2 separate regions of the Zea mays genome follow, and region 2 is linked to region 1. The links are chromatin contacts, called in public Hi-C maps. All regions are on one chromosome and are shown on one strand. Each heading gives the region's core, a stretch centred on a gene start, on an enhancer-like site or on the middle of the called end of the contact. The rest is flanking DNA. Distances are from core to core; before and after follow the strand shown.

What was found. A called contact is a pair of places that touch in the nucleus more often than the background predicts.
Region 2: a Hi-C map of ear shows a contact between it and region 1, with 3 times the contacts expected there. The contact joins the promoter of LOC100279573 here to the promoter of lox11 in region 1. A contact is called at or near these places in 2 of 25 Hi-C or Micro-C datasets (ear and leaf).

Annotation. Positions count from the first base shown.
Region 1 is chr5:125,884,020-125,889,623 of Zm-B73-REFERENCE-NAM-5.0, reverse strand. It overlaps lox11 (linoleate 13S-lipoxygenase11), which reads right to left and starts at 3,613. Exons shown (of 4, transcript NM_001112511.1): 1 at 3,093-3,613; 2 at 2,715-2,980; 3 at 2,041-2,602; 4 at 194-1,925. The coding sequence starts at 3,468. The coding sequence ends at 394.
Region 2 is chr5:126,323,590-126,329,904 of Zm-B73-REFERENCE-NAM-5.0, reverse strand. LOC100279573 reads right to left here and starts at 3,050. Exons shown (of 20, transcript NM_001155598.2): 1 at 2,935-3,050; 2 at 2,595-2,672; 3 at 2,414-2,476; 4 at 2,286-2,327; 5 at 1,878-1,943; 6 at 1,714-1,779; 7 at 1,207-1,320; 8 at 966-1,029; 9 at 662-744; 10 at 408-457; 11 at 245-322; 12 at 1-87. The coding sequence starts at 2,645.

The DNA of each region.
Region 1 (5,604 bases), core at 2,364-4,863:
ACTGGCAGGGTACCAGAAACTGGTACGGTATCTAGTCGTTTAAAAATGTGTAAAGTTGTTTTTCCTTTCGTTTTCTAGTAAGTCTTTTACACATAGGGACGACGTTGCCAAATTTTGATCTCCCTCCGGCCGGGTAGGTTATTTATAATCTGGCAGTATTTCTTGGTCATCCAAAGTTCTAAAGACGATAACATAAAAAGGATCTGCTAGTAATGTCATCCTAATGGTAACTCAAACGTGCCTCTTTGCATTGACACAACATGTACGATATGATCCATGGTACAATACAATAGTACAGACGAGACCTTTTATTTTAATTATTTTTATTTCCAAGCAGCTAGCTAGCGTGCACGCAATAAGGCAAACCCCCATTGGATGGAGAGGACGGACGGGTCAAATGGAGATGCTGTTGGGGATGCCCCTCCCGGTGACTCCCGGCTTGGAGAAGGGCTTGAGCAGTTCGTACGGCACGATCCCTGCTCCGCACCGGTTCCTGAGCTCCGGGTTGTTGTTGCACTCGTCGATGAATCCCTCGATCTCCTTCATCCTGCCGCCGAACTTCTCGAACGCCGCCTTCACCATGGGCTCCTCCAGCCACGACGGCTCCGCCAACTCTCCCATGTACTCCTCGTCGGGCGAGTGCGACGAGAGGATGTCCAGCGTCGTCATCACCCTGATGGCCTGCATCTGCGTCGGCAGCATGTCCAGCAGGGTCGTCTCCGGCTGCTTCAGGAACTTCTTCATCTCTTCGTCCCGGCCCGCCTCCTCCTCCACGGGCATGCTCTTCCGGATGGTGGTCGGGCGGTTCGGGAAGTATCCGCCGAAGTGGTACTGCCCGAAGTTGACCGCCGAGTGGTGGCCGGAGGTGACCCACATGATGGTGGTGAGCGTCTCCGCGAGGCTGTCGCGGGTGTCGAGCACGGGCCACCACGGCTCGTCCTTCTTGTCGCCGTGGCCCACGTTGCGCACCTCGTCCCAGAACGCCTTCAGCTCGGGGTCGGCGGCGACGGCCTCGTCGGACTTGTAGTAGACGTTGACGTAGTCGGCCGCCCACTGCCTTATGGTGTTCCAGACCATGAGCCCGTCGTGCGCGTAGGGGTAGTCCTTGATGGTGAGCTCCAGCTCGCCGTCGTCCCGGCGCACGGCGAGCCCACGCTTGACGAGGTCGTTGGGCAGCGCCTCCGTGTCGAACTGCCACGTGGCGCCGTACGCCGCTGAGCTGAGCTCGACGGCGTACCTGCCCGGCCAGAAGGACTCCTCGATGATGCCGTCGGCGTTGATGAGCGCCTCCCTGGCCAGCGCGTTGATCTCCATGGTGTAGCGGAAGTGCGGGTGCAGGAGGCGGTACACCGGGTGCAGCCGGCTGAGCTGCCGGTTCGCGGCAATGATGTAGGGCTCCACGCAGCAGTGCGTGCGCAGCCAGTGGCTCACCAGCTGGTGGTACCCCGTGTCGTGGGTCACCACGTGCGCCTTGGCAAGCTTCCACAGCCAGGCGTCGGTGGCGTCGGGCCCGTGCGTGAACACCCGCTTCCACTGCGGCTGCGTCGGCGATTTGGGCCGCACCAGCTCGATGGCCAGCGGCATCAGCGTGCCCAGGTCCGTGAGGAAGAAGACGGTGCGGGAGCCGTAGAGCGTCGTGTCCGGCAGCTCGCGCACCCTGTGCACGTAGGGCAGGAACACGTCGTGGTAGTCCAGGATGAACAGACGCTTCGCCGCGAGCGCCTGCTCCACGGTCATGGCGGCGCCGCCGCTCATGTGCTTCTCCAGGATCTCCTTGGTGATGGCGGACTCCGCCGGGCCGTACACCTCCGGGTCCAGCTTGCTCCTGATGGGGAACTCCGTCAGGAGCTGGATGCACAGCGGGTTGAGCCCCGCGATCGTCTGCCTCGCGAACTCCTCGTCTTTGAACCACGAGAAGCGGTCTCCTGCAACAGCAAAGCAAAGCAAAGCAAAGCCATTGATTAGTGCCATTATTGAATTTATTTTCTATTAGTATTGTATTCTTGATGTGAGGGCCCGGGGAGATGCTTCGTTAATTACTCTCTATCATGTCCGGCAGCTCGAAGCGGAGGACGTGCTCGGTGGTGTCCTCCACCAGCTTGACCACGCGCGGGACGATGCTGCGGATGGCGCCCAACCCGGTCTGCGCCGGCAGCGGGATGCCGTCGCTGTAGAGGTCGTCGATGGCCGGGAAGTGCGGGAAGCGCAGCTCCCTCTTGATGAGCATCGGCCTGATGGCCGGGAGCAGCGCGTGCAGGCCCGAGCGCAGCGTCGTGGCCCCGAACGTGAGCTGCTTGACCTCCGAGAACTGCTCGTCGCGGGGCACGTAGTTGTGCCCATGGCGCACCTCCGCCTCGGGGTCCTTCCTGGTCCTGGGGCGACCGGTGCGGCAGCGGCGCGGGTACGGGTACCGCTTGCTGCCGCCCAGCACGGGCCGCTGGTGGGCGGGGTTCTTGTCCGGGTCGCCCAGGTCGTTGTACACGTCGTAGTCGTAGACGCGCTCGGACGCCTTGCGCTCGCCGTGGCCGTCGCCCCGAAGCGCCTGCAGGTCCTTCTTCCTCAGGTCCTCCAGGCCCTTGGGCGTGTCGGACGGCAGGTAGGACTGCACGCACGCGATCGATCGAAGCAACGGTCATATGCCATGCATCTAGCTGGCAGCTATAGGCTATAGCAAGTTCCCAGCAGTGCCCTATATGCATGCTGTGACGGCTGACCTTGAGGGTGAAGAAGATGCGCTTCTCCGGGTTGTCGAACTTGGAGTGCACCCAGGAGTTGCAGCCGAAGGTGACGGCGGTGCTGCTGTCGCTGCCCGTGACGAGCTTGATCTCCCTGATGAAGATCTCCTTGTGGTGCTCGTTCTCCAGCAGCACCGCGCCCACGGGCCCGAACGACGCCGGCACCTTGAACTCCGCCTCGTAGTGGCCCTCCCGCAGCGTCTTGTGAGCGAACGCCGTCACCCGCGGCTTCTCCAGACCCGTCTCTGCACCCACCACCACCACCACACATGCTCAGAGCCTCAGACTCGCTCGATCAGGTTCAGGTACATATACATACAGACTAACAGACGGACGGTATCACGCACTACTACTCACTTGCGTCGACCTCGGAGCTGACGAGTTCCATCAGCAGCGTCTTGCCGAAGAAGTCGCCGGCGTCGTCGAGGGCGCGCTGGAAGTACATCTGACCGATGGCCGGCGCCGCCTGCACCGAGGCCGTCACCGTCAGCATCTTCTCCACGGTGACGGCCGACACGGCGCCGCTGGCCTCCTCGGTGGCGCTGCAGCTGATCCTCGGCAGCCGCATGTGGCGCTGGAGCCGGGAGCGGGGGGAGGACACGACGCCCCTCCGCCTGCTGGCCGCCGCCGCCGCCGCCGCCACCGGAGAGGGCGACGACGCCAGGCGCGAGCCGATGACATTGCCCCGGTGCGCGGGCAGCACGAGAGGCTGCTTCATGTTCATCTGAATCATGGCTAGCTGCCCTGCCCCTGCTTTTTCTGTAGATCAGATCGGACGACTGAAACAAGCTAGCCAGTAGTCGACCGAGCGCGCGGTCTGTGCGTATGCTGATGGGCCGTAGATATAGTGAGTCCGGTGGGGTAGATGCCGTGTTGCACGTGGGGGATCGGAATAATATCAGGGGCCAATTCCCTGTATGCCACTGGAAAATATACTCATTCCTTGTATGCCACTAGCCCCACATGTCATAGACACCAAAAAATATACCTATATGCCACTCAGTGGCACACAAGGGATGAGTATAAAATATGATGGCATACCAGGAATTTTCTCTAATATCAGCGACTGGTGTGGTGTGTGTGTGCCAATGCTCAGAGCGAGCTGTTCTTTGCAAGGCAGGCTCGAACTGTTTCCGTGACCACCTAACAGGATCTCGCGTGGAACGGAAGGACCAACGACTCGATCTCGAGAGGATCGACAGGCCGGGTCTTTGAAAGGGCGGATTGGCTCGAACTGTTTCCCTGACCACCGATGAGTGCTCTGACGATCAAGTACCATTGCTGTTGCAGTGTCCAACGTCTTGCCATGGACAAAGAGAAGATTGTCTCGAAACGATCGATCTGGGCGTACGTGGTTCCATGGATATGTACCGTGTGCGACGCGTGGGCCGGTGTGCCCCTCACAAGAGTAGCTCGCAACTCGCCTTGGCCAGGTAGGTAAGTCGTGGCAAGGCTGGAGGCTGCACATGCACGACCGCTGGTCGCTGTCGACTGAAGATCGAGGTGCCCGGCTCTGAGAAGATGGTCACCGACTGCAACTTGACCTGCTCGGCAACTGGTCACGTTGTTGACGGTCATGTTGCTGTTACAATGAGCAAATGGTCGACGGGTTTACCGTTTTGAGCCTAAAAAACCCGCACCCCTTCGGTTTCGGTAACTCCGCGTACCGACCAGTTTACCCAAACCAAATCAAACTTAGTTTCGTGGCGGTTTATCGATGAAAAACCTGCGGTAAATTAAACTTCCCTAAACCGTTGGTTTTCCAAAAAAAATGCATCGGTTTTCACTATTTTTTACATAAGAAAAAAATGACAGGATTCTATTTGTAATTTGCTCGATTCACATTGCACAGTAAATATTAATTGATCCACACGACATATATTTACCAAAATAACATACGACATACATATGCAACCGCAAACTTCAGTTCTTATACAACAAACAACCAACGAACTTCGCGATACTCAAATACAAGTTTTTTTTGCATCTCTCCAATGCGTCAACGACACATAGGTCGACTTATTTTTATAATACTCACATGTTCAGCTCGAGTCATAGTGATAGTACCCAAGCATGTTGTAAGGATCGTGATATGGTTTCAATCCGTCATAGTGATAGTTCTATACAAAAAGATATGAGATACATTAGCGAGAAAACAAGAACGGCAAATAAATACTTATCCACGAAGCAAAAATAACATACTGGTGCAGCGGGAACTTATCCATACCCATATTGTGGTCCTGGTGGGTACTTATTTGACAAATTTGAATATGGCGGTGGAGGGGGTCCATAGTTTCCATACCCATACATGATCGATGGTGGTACTTTGTCTGGTGGTCCTTGACCCGGTTGCCATTGCCATGCAAAAGGGTTATAGACTGAGTCTTGTCCAAGCGGATAGTTAGAAGAATTGGAGCTACTTGAGCTACGGATTCCATCTTGGACAGAAAATGAAACTGAACGATGCCGACCACTTATTGTCTCTCGCTGTGAATGAGGTGCATCATGGTAAGAATGTTGTGTGGCATGGGTGAACCGACTTCCTCTAGTGGACCTCCAATCTCATGCACCACTCTCTCCTGCACTACTCCCTCTTGCACCACTCCCTCCTGCACAATATAATCCAACATCACCATGGTTGCCATCATCACCTGCACTAGGGTCGGTTGTGTTATCATCACTGTCTTCATCCTCTTCTTCCTCTTCGATTTGATTGGTGATTTTGACCCTTTTCCTTTCCTATCTGATGGACCAAGTCTTGTCTTCCCCTTGCCAAGGTGGGTGTCGCTAACTGTTTCATCGGCCCATTCTTGCACTTCCTATGTGCCTCCATATTTGTGTACAAGCGATGTAAATAGTGTGCTAGGAA
Region 2 (6,315 bases), core at 1,801-4,300, 440 kb before region 1:
GGGTCGTCAAAACCAAGCATGTGTGAGAAATTTGCCGCATAGTCCAAAGAATTATCGGCTTCTATTGATTTCCCACTCTTGAAAATTCTTCAAAAAACAAATGAAACAATATAATTCATTAATTCTAAAATTTGAATGCAGCTGTTTCAAAAAAACATCTGTACACAACTAGTTCAGGAAAAAATTGACTGATGTCACCACCAGTAAGTGCATTAAAAATGAAACATTTCTAAACAAAAGCTACCTCCGGTAAACATAAGAAGCCACTGGTGGAAGCCGAGCAATCAAATTTAAGCAGTCTTCATAAGTAGGCTCCCAAAACCTATACAAACAATAATTTTGACCACCATAGAAAGCAACCACTGAACACATAAGAAAATGGGAGGCAGTACAAATCCCAAGTTTACTTTGACTTTGGCAATCCATTGTCATAAGCCTTTTGAAATTCACTCTCAACCTGAAATGGGGTTTGAAAATGGAAAAGTAAGTCATTTTTTAGGCTTTAGAATTTACAAAGAGCATCCATGACACAATAGGAAATTAATTTAAATACAACTTGCGTCCAATTCTAAAAAGTGCAAATAAATCACAAGGAAAATGCTATTTTATTTCACAATTATGATATTATATTTAGAAAAGAGCATGACAGAAATGTAATCACCTGAAGAGCCATTACTCCTGTGGTAAACTGTGTCATAGGATGTGCATCTACTGGGAGAGCATCTATTGTCTTATAGACATGAGCTGCAACCATATTAATTATCAGCTGCTAGAGAGCAAAGTGGCAAGATCGAACATATAAACTTAACACAATCATACTAACAGAAATATATAGATTTCTCGATGATCTGTGACTACCTTTGAATTTTAGAATAGGGAGACATTAGCATCAATTTGTTCAGATAAATTGTAGATTTAATTGGTCAAAACAATAACACAAGCAGACAGCAGTGTGCACAGAATACCTGGAACAGTTGAGCGCGCAAGCAATTCCTTTGATAGTGCATCAACTTGCTCTTTGGTTGGGACCTGAAACAAGAAAAAAAACACAGCCTTAAAACTTATAGAAATAGGATGAGAATTGGGAAAAAAACTAAAATATATTAAAGGAATGGAAATACAAAGATAGGCGAGAAATGTATTCTTAACAGAACACATTTGGCACATTTTTAAATTTAAATTGAATGAATATAGGAAGGCATATACCTTCCCCGTCAAAAGAAGCCAAAGGAGACCCTCAGGCAAAGGTTCACCGCCCTTAACTGCTGTTGGCAGCACTTTTTGGCATTCTGGAATTGAGAGGCCCCTAAAACGAATACCCTGGATAGAAAAGAAGTCGTTATTAGCGCATGAATGATGTGATTCATTGCTTCACTTTGAAATTCATAAATATGTTAATGTCAAAACTAGATTATTACATCAAAAAACAAAGATGATGAGTGATGTACGTCCAGCCATTCAGGTTTGACAAGCTCCAAATTAACCCAAATAAAGAAACAAGAAATGCAGCTACCATGCTAAAAAACGCTTAACCTTCAAGGCTTCAACTACAGCAAATTCGTGTGTTATTAAAAAAACCCATGCATCTTCTGTAGATCTTGTGTAATACTGAATTAAATTTGGAACAGTGTACATATTTTGACATAGAGTGGGCACGAGCTAATAGTACACTATGCTAACATAGCATCATGAAGAGGATGCTTGCAAGATTACCTCCTCTGGATCAAGTAGGGATGTTTCCCAAAGCATTCCAGTCATCCCTCTCATTCCACCAAGGACCTGGAGGAACATCATTCAGGAATTTCCCAGGATAAGTTAGTATATGCTATAAAAGCAACAAAACTATCCATAGACAATTGATAAGCAATATATCATACCATATCCACAGTTATGTTTCCAAGCTGGGTCTTTCCATGCTCTGACTTGAGCTTCTTTAAGCGATCCTGTAACAAAACAGACTAACATATGAGAACAGCAAGGCCAGATGAAGACAGGTGGGTAGATAAACAAAGTACAAAGTAGATTTTCATAATAAACTTTTATTATTCTAAATTTGCCAACTACAGCTAGGTGCAAAACTAAAGTCGTGCAGACATGTTCCTGCATGCATTTGAGGTGAAAATGTATTGAACACAGAAATAATGAGCTAAAGGAAAAGGGATTGACACATGACACCATTCTCTATTAGCTGCTATTGGCTAAAAGAACAGAAGATAAAGGCATCAGATACCCCCCAAGAACTTTTCGACTTTACAAGATTTACAGATAGTCTACGCGCAGCAAACCTGTTGTTCCGGAATCAATTCCTGCAACTGGGACTTAAGATCCTGCATTTGCAGAAACACAATCAGCATGCTATCCAGAGTACACAAAACTCTACCACAAGGCATAACAGGAAGACGAACTGTCTTACGAGATCGGACGCGCTCTGCATCTGCAGCCACCTCACACCCCCCAGCGTGGTGGCCTCCTGCGCCTGGCAACACGAGCAGCACGGGGAAAAAATATCAGCACGACAACCCCCACAACCGGTGAAGCAGCATACATACACACAGACACGAAGACAAAGCGCCACCGCTACACGGACCACTCACCATGCGTGATCGCAGTCTCGAGACTGCGGTGAGGCCCCGATAGAACGCCATGGCCGGAGCGCTCGGCTACCACCGCACCTGCACAGACACAGCAACCAAACAAATAGAGGATCCCATCAGGTCACCGCCGCAGCCGAATTTGACCGAGACCCCAGAGAAGAAATTAGGGGAAGCAAACGGATAATTACTACTCGGCTCCGTCCCACCACGCAGCGAAAGAATCCGCGGCTGAGCGGGGGGCAGATCGGAGACGAAGATGAGGCTGGATTCGAGGGCTCGCGATGGGGAAGAGATCCCAATCCCAGCGAATAAAACGAACATTAGGCCTAGACTTGCTTACCAAGGAACGGAGAAATGAACCCGGGCTGGCGACGACGGCGCGCGTGTTCCGCGGCGAGGGAGGAGGGGAGCCTCTTGAGTCCTGACAAGTTGGGGCGGGGGGAATGGGACCGGTCGTCGTCCTCCACCGGTTGGTGAGGGGCGAGCCGAATATATATTGGAGTACCATTCCATTTCCAGATGCCGGACCCGGACACATGCACATGGCCCCCATTAACTTCAACTTTTTGCCAATTTGGAGACTCAGAACTTTGAAGAAATCTGAAATCGAAATGGCATATCCAAATTTGTAAACAAACGGTTCAAACCATATTATGGTCATTTTTGTGAGTTATGCGTTGGATTTTTGAGATACTGGAGACGGTGGGGCAAAGATACCTGAGACACCAATTCTGTTCTACTATCTTATGGTACAAAAGGTTCTTTTTCTCTTCAGTACATCCATGAAAGGCTGTTTCAAGTCTCAGCGGAGACCGAAAGAGGTAGAAAAGAACACAGATTGGACTTTTAAGCTCCAGCCATATATATATATATATATATGAATGTCACCCCTTTCAGTCCTCCGTAATATGGGATTTTATACATGGATGGAAAGGCGCTTCAGGGCTGTAGTCACAAATTAATAATATGTAAAATGAAGAATAGAACACTGAACACACAACTGCAAATTAAAAACAAAATCTGATGCAACGCGTACCTCTTCCATATTTCGATTCCACAAGAAAGAAAAGGGGCATCGGTTTTTGGCTCTCGTGAGCAAACACATGATCCTGGTTGTTTAGAAAGGTTGATCGAATAATCTGTAGGTGAATGATTTGAATTTGGTAGCTAGGTCACACTTTGCCACCTAGAAAGTGAGACGGCTTCACACTTTTCATGGAAAAAAGAATGAAATCCTGATCGTTGAAGATTACGTCTCTATCTCTATGAGTTTTCTTCGTGCCTCTCCGGCTCTCCCCGTCCCCTCCGCGCGTTCCTTGCAGCGTCAGCGTTTCGTGCAGGCGCGGACAATACCCAAAATAATGTGCAGGAGACAATACCCAAAATAATTAGTGTTTTTCTTTACTTCTTTATAGCATGAGTGTTGGAAGTCAAAACGACCGGCGCGGACGGTCCGAACCTGAGGCCGAACGGTCCGCGGTCCAGACTGTCCGCGGTGATGGCGCGGACGGTCCGCGCGTGCGCAGAGTCAGTTAGGGTTCCTAATTTCTCGTGAAATTTGTTACCTAAAACCATGGGATTGACTCGGAAATCAATTCAAAGCGGATCCAGACCTCCCCCTTATATAGATGAAGGGCTACGGCCGATTGAACCCCCTAACAATCGAATCAATACCACTTCTATTTCGCATTTATTTCCAGCACAATTATGAGTAATTCTAGTCTAGTTCTAGTTTAGCCTCTCGATCCCCAAATTCTTCGCCTCTCTTCGACTCTACGCCGATTAGAGGAGTCTAGGTCGGCCGGCCCGAGGCTAGACAACCCCTAGGATCTCTCCTCCCCGACGGGGTCCCTCCCAGGAGTGAGATCCAGGCGCCGCCGGCGACCTTCGCCGCCCCTGCGCAGGCGCGGACCGTCCGGCCATCAGGCAGGGAACGCCAGCCCCTGTACCAGGTCGCGGACCGTCCAGCCCCTGGTCGCGGACCGTCCGCGCCTCTGCAGAAGGCACCGCCACCGATTCTCACGCAGTGTTTGGCGCCCGAAAAAGATGTCAACATACTTTTGGCGACTCCGCTAGGGAATAGGTGTCTAGACCTGCTAAAAATCGGCCCATAGATGGCCGGTTCGAAGGATCACACCAAGATCTCCACCACCAACATCATCAAGCCAGCCATGGAGGCGCTCCCGGCTGATGACCAAAGACCCTTTGAAGACCTCGTAATGCGCGATGAGAAGGAGGTGATGCGGCAATGGAACGAACAACGCGACAAGGAAGAGGCGGAACTGCTGCATAAACTCTCTGAACGGCGCAAGGAGGCGGCAGAAAAGTATTTGTCACACTTCACAGTGGATCGCCACCAGAAGATCATCCGTCAAGGGGAGATCGATATGGAATCTCTCCTACCTCCACTTCAGGGTCCCGCTGTAAGTACTCCAGATCTATCTCTTACGACTTTCATGGATCAACGAGGAGATCAGTTAAAGCAATATGTAGATGAATCTATTAAAATGCATCTACGTTCATACGAGAAATCAGCTGCTCCTATCTTTCCATCGCAAGAGTCTAATACAGAGCCACCCGCGTCAAACACATCGGCTATAAATGGGTCACCCTTGACCCAGCCATCATATGGTATGCCGATGCACACTTTCGTGCCACCATCACAGCCACAACCACTAGGCACGCGACAAGTACTGGACGCGGCCGGACCGTTCGAGCATCATCTCAGACAGTCTAGTTATACCGTGGACCGTCCGGCGTATTTCGCCGGACCGTCCGACCAGATGCAGGCCCGCACACAAACCGCCCAGGTCGCACCATACATGGCCGGACCATCAGGGTACAACCCCGAACAATTCGGCCCCATCACGGACCGTCCGGTGCATCACACCGGACCGTCTGGATATGTTGCGGACCGTCCGCTATCTTACGTCGGACCGTCCGGATATGGCATGAACCGGCCAACGTATTACCGGACCATCCGACTCTACACGAGTCCACGCGCAGACTGCCCAAGTCGCGCCATATATGACCGATCCGTCCGGGTACAGCCTTGGACCATTCGGCCCGATCACGGACCGTCGAGTTCTTTACGACAGACGGTCTGGGTACGAGACTACCCAGGTAGCACCATATACGGCTGGACAATCTGGATATACCTTCGGACCATTTGGCCAGGTCACGGACCATCCGGCCTTTTACGCCGGACCGTCTGGATATGCGTACGCAGAGCCGAGAGCTGCGCAGTACGCACAATTTCCACATTCATCGCAACAACATTATGGTGCCCCACCAGCAACACATTATAATCATACCATACCACCTCATGGACATAGGGCTGAATACTGTTCGGCCACAAGAGAGCCTGAGAGGTATAGGGCAGGAGCTGGTGACATTAATAGGACACCTAACACACACATCAAACATCCCTGGGAGGAAAGTCGACAGAGTGATGTCAGGCAACCTGAGATTTCCACCCACAAACTCAATGGATGGTCGCCAGACATGGCGGAGAGGATCAGAGACGAGGTAGCCGGGATGTTCAGGGACAAACTCGGTGTTAGTGTGTCAGGTACAGGGCAATCGTATCAGAAGCCTTATAGCCACCGATTCGACACCGTGCTGTATCCACAGGGAACTAGAATACCAGACTTCTCTAAATTTTCTGGTGAAGGTGGGAAAAGCACACACGAACATATTAGCCAATTCATAGCACACTTGG